Linked DNA regions of Arachis hypogaea: region 2 is linked to region 1. Evidence: chromatin contacts called from public Hi-C data. All regions are on one chromosome and are shown on one strand. Each heading gives the region's core, a stretch centred on a gene start, on an enhancer-like site or on the middle of the called end of the contact. The rest is flanking DNA. Distances are from core to core; before and after follow the strand shown.

What was found. Hi-C and Micro-C count contacts between places; a contact is called where the count stands out from the background.
Region 2: a Hi-C map of leaf shows a contact between it and region 1, with 4 times the contacts expected there. The contact joins the promoter of LOC140174999 here to the enhancer-like site in region 1. A contact is called at or near these places in 3 of 8 Hi-C or Micro-C datasets (leaf and an unstated tissue).

What each region holds. Positions count from the first base shown.
Region 1 is chr9:106,250,162-106,257,458 of arahy.Tifrunner.gnm2.J5K5, reverse strand. It overlaps LOC112711508, which reads right to left. Exons shown (of 16, transcript XM_025764182.3): 9 at 6,827-6,879; 10 at 6,631-6,739; 11 at 5,941-6,111; 12 at 5,705-5,863; 13 at 5,492-5,584; 14 at 5,195-5,377; 15 at 4,750-4,934; 16 at 3,911-4,530. The coding sequence ends at 4,185. Among protein-coding and RNA genes, the nearest start is that of LOC112711508, 7.1 kb to the right of the region's middle. Within about 2 kb of position 3,473, at least 2 of the 3 cell types and tissues checked have open chromatin away from gene starts, as enhancers often do.
Region 2 is chr9:106,321,271-106,328,567 of arahy.Tifrunner.gnm2.J5K5, reverse strand. It overlaps LOC140174999, which reads right to left and starts at 3,790. Exons shown (of 3, transcript XM_072201901.1): 1 at 3,753-3,790; 2 at 3,060-3,436; 3 at 2,502-2,967. The coding sequence starts at 3,436. The coding sequence ends at 2,898. It overlaps LOC112711513 (putative F-box protein At1g32420), which reads left to right. Exons shown (of 2, transcript XM_025764187.2): 2 at 2-857. The coding sequence ends at 674.

The DNA of each region.
Region 1 (7,297 bases), core at 2,224-4,723:
ACAATAATTCAAAATAAATTTATTTAGTTTAATATTCATAATTTTGATGCATATAGTATCTGTAATTCATAAATATTACATATAATATTATAAAATAAAAAATTAGACTATTTTAGATTAATTTTTATTATCTTTTAAATAATTTTAAAATTTTAAATTTGTAAACTAATAATTGTATCTATTAAAGTGTTTACAAGTTAATGAATGATTAATCATTGTTTGACACGAAATACTTCAATAATGAATAAAAATATTTTTCAAGTTATCTATCATCACTTTAATTAGTTTCACATTAAATAAATTAAAGTTGATGTTATATACATGATAATAGTAAGATTCAATGATAAAAAGGAATAAATGTCTAAATGTGAAATACAGGTCATACATTAAAAATAAAAATAAAATAAAATAAAAGTGGACACATGAACCACTATATGAAATTTAGAGATTTAGACCTACATAGATAATTATTGTAATTAGCTAAATAGAAAAGAAGGATTAAAGCACAATTTTCAATGAAGATTATAACCTTTTAAGGCTTTTACAACTAAGTTAGTGAAAGAAAAGAAGAAAAAAGGTTTGTGTGCGGTTGGCAGCAGGAGCATAGGATGCGTCACTGTCAAGAAAAATGATTCCCAGAGAATGCAAATAGATCCATCCACCGCCATGTGGGGCCCACTTGCAAGTTCTTTGTTTTGTAGGAAAAAAGCACACTACCATACACCTTATTATATCTCTTCCCAATCTACATCCTCTTTTGGATACAACTACTTATTAAAGGTAATATATCTATGAAGAAAAAGGAGTTTAAGGTTTTTGTGATTACTGATTTTTACAAATTAAATCTCCTAAAGTAATTTTACATGTGCCCATTTTTAATTAAACTTTAGAAATTAGGAATGATTTGATAAACTTTAGATAGTAAAAGTGTTGCTAGTCTTTTTTTATTTTTTTACAATAAAGTAATTGCCAAAAATATTTGCAAACAACAAAAAATTATGTGCACAAAAACATAATCATTATTATATATTTGTATATAAATGTATATATTATTTAATACGTATTTTATAAGAATGTCTTATTTGATGACTATTTTTTTTGTTTTTGTAATGTAACATAGTTCTTGTAAACAATTAGAGTAAATACTTAAATTGGTTTTCAGAAAAATTAGATCGAACCTTTTATTTTTTTAGAAATCTATGAGATTTATTTTCGTTGGAGTCCTCCATCGCTTTTAATTAAATTTTTAATATTCGTGTCAAATAAAATTTTTTTAATAAATTTTATTATAAAATAATTAGATCCCAAAAATATTAATATAAGATAAATTAGTCTCCTTCAAAATGACAGAAAAACAGACGTGTCTAAAGAGAATAGTTTTTGAAGACTTTTGAATAATAAAATTTTGTTAGAAATTAAAGTGTCTGATAAAACTTTTTTAAAGATCAAATTAAATATTTATTTATAAAATAATTTTTTTCAAATAATTATTGACTATAATAAAAAATATTAAATGTTTTTTTATGAAAATTAGGAGACTGCCAAAAATATGTTTATTTAAACATTTTTATACAATTATTAATTGTTAAAAATACTATTACTTTTTTTATAGTTAATTAATATAATTATTTTTAATGACCATTAAGGTATACCGTATTATATCTATCAAATGAAACTTTATACCCATCACAATATAAATTACATACTCTCCCAACTAGAAAAGGAAAGGGAAGATGTTCTTTAAAAGCTATTAATAGATACAAAGTAAGATGCAAATATATATATAATAAATCATATTTTAGTTAATATATATCAATTGATGCACAACACGACCTATCACGTGCTCTATATAAAAATGCAAAATGTTCTTTTTCTAGACAAACAAATCTAAACAGTTCTAATTATTTTCATTTTTTAATATATTCAGTAAAAACTTTTCTAGTAAATAAATTAAATATCTTGAGATTAGTTTATTTTTATTATATGTTAACATAAAATGAATGATACTTATTACATACTTAATGAAATAATTACCATTTTTAAATTCACCAGAATCAGATTCGCAAATGATAAGCAACCGATTTGCTTGTCTAGCTAGAACAATATGAAATACTAATATAATATAAAAATCCATAAGAAGAAAAAACAATAACACATTGATATGATCAATAACAGTAATTAATTACAAACACAACACAAGTGGTAGGCATTACTCATTGCCAACTAATTACTAATTATGTAACTAAATAATTATATATTAAAAATATTATCTAATCCAATCCTACAAGAAAACGTGATAGCATGCAAATATTAATTAAAAGATGCTACTCCAAAGCATACTACTAATATACTTAGAAGCATTAGGGTCTGAATGGTATTAATTGTTACCTTTGTTGGAAATTCCTTTAATGCCGGAAGAGAAGAATGGTACAGTATTATTAGTATAGAATCCTACAAGCAAGACTATAGGGGAAGAAAATATAATTAAAATAAAAAAGGAAGGAGAAAGAGAGAAAGCATAGGGAAGAAGAAAAGAACATATGGCATACATAGTATTCTCCTGTATGTATTGATTAATGAGGGAGCATAGAAAAAGAAAAGTGTTATTGGGAAAGTGAAATGGAAGGTGTTGTCTCAAAATTTGACATGCTTGTAAGTTAGTAAGGATTCCTTTTGTTTCAGCATAGCCAGGCAAATTCATTCCTCTGCTTCTTAACTAAAAAATATTGAATCCTCTCTATCGATGCTATTATTAAGTATATTTTCCATCATTTTACATTTTTTTAATATGTATAAAGAGAAGATGTTACCGAGTAAAATGTCACATTTAACAACATCAATTGAAAAAATATATATATTCTAGTTAAAGAACTAATAATACATAATCATGTGGTAAAAAAAAAATTAGTACTACTTCATTAGAAATGGGAATGGATTATATTCTTTTTCTAATTATTTCTTTCAAAGAGCTTAGAAACCTAATTACATATTTTTTTTTTAAACTAAAACTTTCGTAGAAAGGTTTAAATTACATAAATTTAATTAATTTTTTTTTTTTGTACAATATAAAAACTTGACTTGGGAATAACATTAAACACATAAAAAGAAACTCAAAATCATTTCAATATACACACATGAACAATGCTAAGAAAGTGTTTGGCCCAAAATCCGCTTGATACCTAGTCTTTTCATATTATTATTTGTTTACTTCACAAATAGATTAAGGAATTTTCATTAGATTTAATTAAGCCCAATTTTCTCTCTACTTTATTTTACTTCCTTTTGCTACTGCTAACCACCAAAACTACAACCACTACTTGTTGCCGATATATGACCACCGACGATACCTGGCAACCACCATCCCCACCAACAACCACTGCTAGTTGTCGACGACTACCGATGACCTACCTACCCTTACAACCACCAACAACTACTTAGCATTGGCAACCACTGCCTTTCCAGCAACTACCACCACTAGCAACCACCTCTTGCCCCACGGTCACTAGCTACCCGTTCAACAACGATCAACCATTGCCGATGACTACCACCATGCACCCATGCCGCCAACAACCAAAACGCAATGCCTGGAAACACCACCTTTCGATGCTGATACCTATTTCTTTTTGTAATTTTGAATTAATTTTCATGTGTGAAACTAAACTGTTGACGAAGAAATTAATTCGTTTCTTACATAACCGTTTCTGTTTTATTGTATATATGTAGATTTTGAAAGTTGCCAAACATCTCCTTAAAAGACTGCAATGAACTCATTGAGATTTTATGTCCAATATCATGGTAGATCTAATAACAAAATAGGATAACACTTTCACCATATATGTTATATGCATAAATAAGTTCTTAATCCATATATAAATTTTTCTTTCAATTTTAGTCCAGTAAAACTTTAAAATGGCCATTCTAATTACTGTCGTTAATTCCATTAAGCACGTAATAAATGAAATATAATACAACAAAAATGCCCTAAAGCCATGCCAATTAGTGCCTTAAGCCCTTTATATGTGCCATAGAAATGGCGAGTGGACTATAAAAGTTAAGCAACATTAGAACTTAAGACTAATTCCATCCCTCCACCCAGCCTAAACATTTTTAATGAAAAAGAAAAATGAAGCAAAATCATATTTAAAGAATCAAATGATATTATACTTTAAGAGAGTGAAAGGGCATTATCTCCGTCCTCTTCTGCCATTGCCACGGTTCCCTCTATTCCCTCTACCGCGAAAGCCTCCTCCTCTTGGCGGCTTAAGTCCCAAAGACTGAACTCCTCTCCTTTTCTGGTGTGGCTTTTCTTGATCCTCGTCGTCTTCTCTGTACTTGGCTTTGCTTCTCGCTGTGAAAGTTATTTCCCGCGATCCTCCTGGACCCTGCTTAACACCATTCGGTACACTACGAGAATATTGTTGATCTTTGAGAGCTGCCACTCTATCCCCCATAGGAAGTGATTCCTCACCAGCAAGTGACTTCTGACTCCAGAACGCCTCTGCGTGCTGCTCATTCTTAACTTCATACATTCTGTGCATATAAGGAAAATTATCTCAGTAATTAAGAATCAACAAAGAATAAAAAAAAAAACATAAAGGAATTGGCATGTTCCATAAACAGGCAGCCAATAGGGTAAAGAACTTGATTTCATAGATGATGAAAACTAGACTCTTTTATTATAATAACTGGATAGAAAGCACCAAATCCTGATTGATAAGAGCCTCTGCAAATTGGTAATAGATTCTTTACCTTGGTACCCGAGGTTTCGAAAGTTCATCTTCTGATGATGCTGATACATCAGTCTCACTTTCACTTTGATCATCATCCGACTCAGCAGGTTCAAAATGCTCTTCTAGCAAGGAAGGTTGCTTCTTAGAACCACCTACGGGATGTAAAGCCAGATATTCATCTGAGGTCTCCTTAATCTCGTATTCCTGAAATAAAAGTAGCATGAGTAACTGTCTGAAAGAGGAAATATCATGTTCAAAGTGGAGAATTAATAAAACAAACTCTATGCATAAGCCAAATGTCCCATTAGTGCTCTCACGTACATTAATGAAATTTAACTTACAGGCATCTAAATTTACAGTGCATCCAAAAATAAATATTTATCGTTACAAGGTATGAGCTTTAATTTATCTCAGCCTATTTGTTAAAGGACTAATAACAACTGGTATATTTCTGATTGTAGTACCTTGTTTGTAAATATCGCTTTAAATCGCTCGTCTTGAAGATCTTCCATGATAATCCCTTTCTTTTTCTTGGATGACTTTTTATTTTCATCATCACCAGCATCTCTGTTCTCATTTTCAGCTTCTTCACTTTTGAGGAGGCGTGCTGCAAGTTTCCGATTAATTTTGGGTAATTTTTTCCTTATCTGCAAGGTTAACAATTTAGGCAAGACCATGGATTAGTATTCCAGTCTATATCATTTAATCAATCTTAGCTACTTAAATATGAAAAGAAATCAATTATGAGTGAAGGAATCAACCGTAATTCGAGAGGCACGTTCAGCCTCCATCTTCTCTCTCTTCTGTTGTTCAATGTAAGCTTCATATTCAAAAGGATCCGCTAGTGCTTTAGCCTACAAAAATGTTAATAAATCATATGAAAGCACGGAAACAGAATCCAGAGCATCTAGCAATACAACATCAGCATTACACCAATTCAGAAGTATGTATAAAAAAGTATCAGCAAAACTCACCTTTTTGTATAATGCATAATTAATGAAGTACCCATGCATATAGGCTCTAAGCAAATTAGTCCCAATCAGGTTTGTCAAATTTAATCTCTCAAGCTCTTCCTTTGTCAAAAATTTGTAATGATCATAGATAGTTGTCTGTCCACCTGTGTCTAGCTCCTCCTGTAAAAATAGTTCAAATGTCAAAACAAGTAATAGACTAGCTAATCCTATAATCAAATAAAATAGTTAACACATACTGTGAAATTTTCTATAGAGGAACACCACTTAGGAGCAGGTCCAAGGGATGGTATGAAGTAAGATGGTATTTGGCTACTGTCCAAGGCCAGCAAGATCAAACCACTGCCAGGAAATGTACATACATCATTGATTTTTCCACCTGTAGGCTCAATGCTGGTCATGCCTTCTCCCTGAAACCATTTCATAACCAATCATATGACAAGTGACAACCAATGTTGATGAACATACCTGAATTCAGTCATTACTAAAATGTGTAGGAAATCATACAGGGCTCGTCTAAAGAATAGATCATACATGTACACGAGACATCAACGAGTGAGCATAGAAATGTTAGTGTACTCGCCATTTCTATGGCAAATATAGAGGGCTTAAGGCATAAGTTGCCATGGCTTTAGGGCAATTTTGTTGCATTATATTTAGCCTAAGATATACTGGTTTTTAGTTGCGATTCTTGTTCCTTGCTCCTAATTTTTTAAGTTCCATCAAGATGAGTTATTTTTTTGCGGAAGTTTCATATGGTTTGTGCTTTTCATTTTTTTTTTGGGCAAAATTTTCTCTGTTTTTCTCCTCTCACTGATATAAAAGCTGGCTCAGCTGTCAGTATTTGATACATGCTATGGATGACAATATGGTAAGCATAGAAATGTTAATATGAAATTATAATAGCAGGAATGACAGATCTTATCTACCGTTTCAGGATCCCATATTCTAACAACGTGATCATCGCTGGTAATCAACATAGATTGTTCATAGTTAAGAGTCCGATGCCACTTAATATCCAATATGGGACTGCCATACCTGTGAGACAAATTTTAAGCAACCATTAGTTACGAAGTATATATGTTAATACAAACATAAATCTCTGGAACAAGGATGTTGGCTTACATATGATCCTGTATTCGTATTGGATGGGATGAGCGAAGGTCGTAGATGAGAACCTGCATATGCGATATTAAATGTAAACAAAATCCATAATTTCATATTCAAGGGAAAGAAAGGTTGCACCTGCAGACCCAGTTCAGCAAAAGAGAACTTGCATTCCCCACCGCATATAAGATCTCTTTTTAAGGTAAAGGTACTAACTACTAAGGTCTATCCTTATAAATAACAGAGAAGAAACACAAAAGATTATTCCGGTCTTCAATGCTCCCATGACAAGTTTGTACTGTCTAAATAAACTATGTCTACTAAGAGACAATTATGTCCAAGCAAATTACTGTTAAACCAGGCATCAAACACGACATAACTTTTTCTTTCTTTTCTTTCTTTCCTTTCTTTTTTTAAATTATTAACTTTGCATCTGAAACTAGCTTAAACTTCAGAACAAGGAAACTGTGCCAATGAATTATTCACAGT
Region 2 (7,297 bases), core at 2,541-5,040, 71 kb before region 1:
GGTATGGTTTCAGTGCACCCACTGTTGAGGTTTACTCTCTTGCAACTGGGTTTTGGAGAACTTTGAGTGGTTCTACTCCTGTTTGTAGTTTAGCTTGTGTGGGTAAGGATGCTCCGCATGGTTTTGTCAACAAGATTGTGCATTGGGGTGCACAACGCCGGGAGGGTGATTACGGATGGTACCATTTTGTGCTGTCGTTTGACTTTGTTCATGAGGTGTTTGGTGAGGTGTTGCTTCCGGAGAGCTTGGCTTATGCGCCCGAGGACAGTGTCACAGTCATTGGGGGTAGGGAGGAGCTTAGTGTGTTCTCCGTTGGTGGGGGATTTCCCTCCTGCTGTGAAATTTGGGTGATGAAGGAGTATGGTGTTGTGGAGTCTTGGAACAAGGTCTTTAGTTTCACGTTGAGGGGGTTTAGTTTGGAGGTGCCGGCATGGGGGATATCGGTGGCTAATGTGACTAGTCCACCAGTGGCATTGTGCATCAGGAAGAGTGGAGAGGTGTTGCTGCTTATGGATGAGACAGGAAAGGGAAACCTGTACTCGCTGGATATCGAGAGGAAAAGATTTACAGAGCTCGGAATTGGAGGGGAGGGATACACATGGTATCTATATTCTGGTTATTATGCAGAAAGCTTGGTTTTGCTGAACAATGTAAGTGGTTTGGTGTCTTACTGAAGTGGTAATTATTCCTTTATACTTCTGCAACACATGCAGTAGGATACTAAATTTCGTATATTTATTATCTGTTGTACATTTTGTCAGAATGATAGTTGTTAGTTGTATAGGTAATGTAAACAAGGTGGTGTATCTGTCTATTTGTTGCATGTAATAATATTGTTCACTAGTAGAAAGCTCCAAGTAGTTATCTCCTATTAGAGTAGATATGTTATGCTTGCTTTAAATTTGGGTAAAAAAGAATTGGAGCTTGTATGGTGCTAAAACTTTATCCACTATTTTGGGATGTAACCTCAACTTGATTCATATTGCTGTGGAATGTTGGCTTCCTTAGAAAATGGGGGACAGAAGCAAAAGAAAACTTTTAAGTTTTAACCTCACAAGTCACAGGCGTGCTGCAGACCACAGCAAGAGAGTTGCACTTTCGGCTTCAAATTTCAGTATCCGAGTAAAAAACCATACTCAATGGAGGGAACAAGGATTTTTGTTTTGGTGGGAGTAGTCTTTTTCTACTCTTGGGAAATTACTGAATTGGTCATGGGTTTAATGGCCCAATTGAATAGAGACCGAATCCAAGTCCAAGAACAGAAGATGTATTTATTTGGGTAAACTTTATTTTTTTTTTCCCCTTTCTATGGTGAAGTATTTGAAAAATAAAAAATATTTAAAATTTAATTTGATTTAATTTTGCCTTTTAATTTACAAATTCTTTTTATTATTAATTGTGGCATTAAAAACTTAGTTAATTTTTTTCTTTTTGTTTTACGATTTTATATTTTTATCTATTATTTGGTCATCATCAACACCATCCCACCATTGTCTCTATTGTCAATTGAGTTAAACACCAAAGTGGTCCCTGAGATTCATAAAATGCACCGATTTAGTCCCTGAGTTCCCAATTGCACAAATTTAGTCCTCCAGATTGAAAAAAATGCATCAAGTTGGTCCCCCGCATATTTTCCGGCCAGATTCCTTACCGCCGGGAGTGACGTGGCGAATGAGTGCCACGCTGGAGTGTCCAACGGTTGGATGATGTGGCAAATGAAACTTGATGCACCAATGTTGTCCCTGATTCCTTTTTTAAACCCTAACTCTGAATTGGCACAGCACATCTTTGTCTTCTTCTCTTCTTCGTCTTCTTCTTCTTCCTCTTCTTATTCTTCTTCTTCTTCTTCTTTTTCCTTGTTCATTCTCGTACCCATTGCTTTGCTGGTTGGAGGATGGTTGGACGTGCAGATGAAGGAGAGGGAAGTTCTTTGCGATCATGCACAAGGAGGCCAAGTCAGAGTAGAGGCACGCGAGTACCAGAGCGGTGTGGGTGTGGGAAACGTCCTGTGCTCCGATGGTCTGGAACGGAAACCCACCTAAATAAGCCCTTCTTTGGATGCCCGAATTACAATACGAGTGTTTCATGAAGATTTGTTGCTGACTAATTTGATGGTAACAGTTAAATTTCATGTTCACAGAGTAGTGGAAGAAAATGGTGTGGCTTCTTTCGATGGGCAGACATTGGAGAAGATGATAAAGGAAATTTGGAAGACACTGCTGCATACAACAATAAAGAAGTGAGCGTTAGTCTTGCTTTGAGGATTGGCAATTTGGAGGCTGAGTTAAGGACCCAGAAATATATGATACAAATGTTAGGATTGTTGTTTTTTTCTATGTTGTTGTTTTAGGTGTGATGTTAAAAATGGAAGAACTTGTTTCACTTGTGATGAGAAAAGTGTAAGAACTGTGTTTGGAAGCATCTGTTAATGAATGTATGGGAAATGTTTAATTTATTGGTGTGTTATTTGTAGATAGATTTTACAAAAATAGAAACCAAACTGAATGAACATAAAATGTAAATTGATAATAGTAGTTTTGTAGATTATAAACAAGACATTGTCAATGTAACATAGTTGCAGTTGTCCACATAAGGATAAACAGACTGAAACAAGCTACCTTCAAGCATAAACTCTGTTAAATTATCTACTACCAGAAAATCAAAATAAACCATACAGTCTACATAAGAGCCATTCCCTAAGAGAGGTAACAAAAAATCCAAAATATCAACCAATGCCCAAATCCCATATATGTTGTTAAAGCAGCTGCTACAACATCCTAATCAAGGGTTCTTCTTTCTTGGTGCCTTGAACTGAGGTGTTGGAACCATCTTCATGAACCTTTCCAATCTTGAAGCTGTGGCTGCAGTTGCTCCTTGCATGGGATCAACAGAAGAAGTTACTGGTTGTGGTGTGGTCTTCCGTTTAGTAGTTGGTAACTTAGGTGGCTTTGTTGCTGGTGGTGGTGCCTGCTTGAAGTGTAATAAGTTAAATGAGTTACTGTAAAAAGGGGAGTTAAATATAGGATTATGAACAACAAATCATTTGGGACATTTTATACCTCATCTTGTGTTCCACCATAGCTTGGTTGGGATAATTCAACCTCTTCAGCTTGCGGTCCAGACACTGGGGGTGGAATGTCAGCTGCCGATGTTGCCGGATTGGTACTGTTGGTTGCTTCAGGTGCAGGTGTACTCCCAGTGTACTCCCGATGTTGCAGGTGTACTCCAAGCTCCTCTCCGGAACCAGCCACCAACACTCAATTACCTTGTCATATCCCAACTCCTTGAAATAGTTCCTGATGAAGAAGACATCAAGTCTATTCTCATCTAAATCACCTAAGCAAGCTTTATTGTCAGGTGAGTAAACCAACTTTCCATCAGCATTCTTCTTAAACGTTCTACCATGATAGAACATTATATCCAGCAACTTCTCCATCTGTATTGGAAAAAAAAATATACAACATTTTTACTAAAATATAGAATCCACAATCAACAACAGATCATATGCCAAAATCCCTAACTAACAACTACTTCAGTCACCATGCCATTATAGAAATTTCATATTTTCGGTTTGAAAACAGAGCATTCCGATTACCCCTACCCGCACCACCCAATGCGAAAACCCTATCCACTAACATAGCATCCATGGTTTCCCATCAATCTACACCAAATTCCCGAGTAAAATCCATAATGTACGATACCTTACCATTACGTAGAACAGAAAAATACTATGTAATATTCTGCATGCCTACCTGTGTCACAGGAGATTTCAGGCAGAATCTTTGCTCCTTCCTTCACCGATCTTCAGCCAACGATGAAGAGGTTCCACTGAACTCCAGATTGTTTCACTTCGAAAAGTCATGACAGGAGTCTAGAATGCCAGGGTTTGATGGTTTCAGTTCGCAGGAGATGAAGAAGACGAAGTGATCTTTGAATATTGGGGGAGGGGGTTTGAAAGTTTTGTAGATGCTGAGTTGAAACGGTGTCGTCTATTAGTGGATTTAGCGCCAAAACCCAATACGACGTCGTTTTCGTTCATCCAGCGTGGCACTCATTCGCCACGTCACTCCCGGCGGTAAGGAATCTGGCCGGAAAATATGCGGGAGACTAACTTGATGCATTTTTTTCAATCTGGAGGACTAAATTTATGCAATTAGAAACTCAGGAACTGAATCGGTGCATTTTATGAATCTCAGGGACCACTTTAGTGTTTAACTCATTGTCAATTACCATCACCCATGTTCCACTACCACTAGTTCACCATGTTGATGATGATGGCTGAGGGGTAGAGTAGGGGAAGGATTGTGGGGACGACGGTGATGATAATGGGAAGGATAGAAAGTATTGATAAGAGGTAAAACAATAATAAAAAAGATTATTAATCTTTGATTAACAAAAAAATTAACTATACAAAAAAATTGATATTTATTTTCAATTTTAGAAATAAAATTAAACAAGATTAAATGTTGAAAATAATTCTGTTTGTAAAAAGACCCAAAGTATTTGAGGCCCAAACGTACGCTACAGGTAAAAAAAGGCCAACTTGCGCCATTTCAGCCGACCTGGCCTAACAAGCTTAACAACTTAATGGTTCGATCAGGGTCCAATCTTGATTCAGTAGAGAAATCTCTAATTTGTGACTCAAGTGATGTAATTGTGTTGGTTCTCTTCTTTGGGTTTCTAAGCCCATTCTCTCTGTCAAAAAAATAAACGACAATCTTCAAGTATTTTAATTCAGTTTTTTATCCACACTTCACTAAAACACCTACTGACTTTAGTATCAGAGTTCCCTTCAGGTATTCCAACTGCAGTCCAAAGGTTTACGAAAGAGTAATTCCCTGATTAGTGAAGCACCACTCTTTGACTCATTTTCTTAGCTTAATGAAGCTGTGGACATGGGAAGCGAAGTATGCCATTTTTTGCGGTGACAATGATTCATGAGTCAGTCACATTCACGTTAGAAACTACTATATATACTACATACTACATACTATTGATCAAACCCTCTTATCATATTTGGTTTTGTAAATCTTTTAACTTAATCATTTGTGGCATCCTCAATTCCCTCATCATTAGATTCCTATGTCCTTGTGATGAATGATGAGGCATATATTGGAGATGGGCTTCTCACATATTAATCAAAGATGGACCCATCTTTTTAGGTTGATTCTGAGCCCGTCTCCCACGGCCCCTCTCACTCGCACCCTCCCCTCCTTTCTTTGTATGCACTCATTCACTTCATCATTCTTCACACCCACTCTTTAGGGGTTTAAACAAGAAACAAAGCAAATCAACTCACCTTCAACAAGTAGTCAACTCACTCATCCGTTTAAGTAAGTTTTGGAAGTTTGAATTCCACCTGCAACAACCCATTGTAAATTTGGTTATCTTTATAAAGTATAAATACTTCGTTGAATTACGGTGTCCGCGTGTCGAACACATTTCGAACACAATATTCATTGACACTCGTCCGACACGCATGTCTACTGTGTTCAACAGTATCTTAATAAAAATTAAAAATTATTCTCTGGACAAGTTTGAAAACTAAATATCATTACATGTCAGTGTATCCAACTTTATTCTTAAAATGTATTCTTAAAATAAATTTAAAAATAGTATATAATATTATTTGTTAAAATAAAAAATATTTTAAATACTTTATATAATTAAAATGAAATATTAAAATAATTAAAAAATTACTTTATGTTTTAATATTAATAAAATTAAAATATCATTACAATTTATTTAAAAAATTATTTTATATTTTATTTATATGCATATTTCTGCATGTTATTAAATTTTAAAATTTATGTATCGATATATTTTATGTCGTGTTTTGTGTTTATGTCAAAATCCGTGTATTATTGTATTTGGAAAAACAAATTTCTAACTATGTTTAACTCTATCAGTCACAATTTTATAAATATAAGTATAGAAGGTTAATGCACAAAATGATCTATGAAAGATCACGCAAAAGTTAATTTGATCTTTCGAAAAGATGACTCAATTTGATTTCTAAGGAATATTAATGTGAGTTAAATTAGTCATTTCAATTAATTTTTTCTTAAAATACGGTAGACATGTGAAATAAAATTTAAAGTAAATGTTATGGTGCCTATCATATTGTACTTAAGTTATTAAAAAAGATAAATAAATAATATTTAATAAATTTTGTATGATTTACTTTCTACTTTAAATATTTTATTTTTTATTTTAAAAAGTAAGTTAGGTAATTTAGACATTATAACAAAAATACTATAAAACTCACCAAAATTTAATATATTTTATAATTTTAACATGCCACCTGTCATGGCAGATAAAATTAAAACATATTTTAAAAATCAATATGATTTACCGAGTATCTTTTGACGAAAACGAAATGAATTCTCTTCATTTTTTTAACAATCGAAAAAATAAAGTATAATTTTTAATATTTTAATATATTTTTATATTTTTTTAGTCCTATTTATAAAATTAATAATAAAAAATTACACTCTTTTAATTATTAAAAAAAAATTCAGAAAATTTATTCTCCTTTTGATGATCCAATTAAAACATCAAATCATTTTATTACTAAATTGACTTAGGCATAATTTTTTAAGGACTCCTAAATGTATAATAATTAGATGATATATTACTTAGTATGTCAAATTAAGTAAAATAAGAGGGTATTTGATATGAAATTATGGAGCAATATACGTTAAAATTATTGATAAAATTTTAGATTAAATTATTTCGCCTGCAACATTGTTTAGCTTGACTAAAGTATTATATTGTACTCATAATTTATATTTCTAAACTAAATGGGGTTATTAACTTACAAATGTTAATCTTCCATTTGTGTGTTTAGTCCCAATTAAATAATTAAGATCACCATTCAAAATCAATGATATAAAACATGTTAGCAGACTATTAGTTTTTCTATATATTGTTTCCTTATTTATCCAAAAACAAACATGATCACATTATTTCTGAACCAGTACGGCATGTTGATTTAGGAATTAGACAAATGCGTGTTGAATGGTGCGATATACTCGGCCAAGAAACATTTTCTTTCAAATAATCAATTTTTGTTTGTTTGTGTTTATTTATTGGGCTCAAATAATCAATTTAATCACGAGAGAAAAAACACCTATTGCAATAATAAGAGGCCATTATTTTTTATCTAGTTTGATAGATAAAGTATTAATTCATCGCGGATCTAAATTTTATTTAAAAGTTTGTTATTGGCCAATAAATTATTGTATACATAATATGAGATTTAAACTCCTAACACTTACTTAAACGGACGAATAAG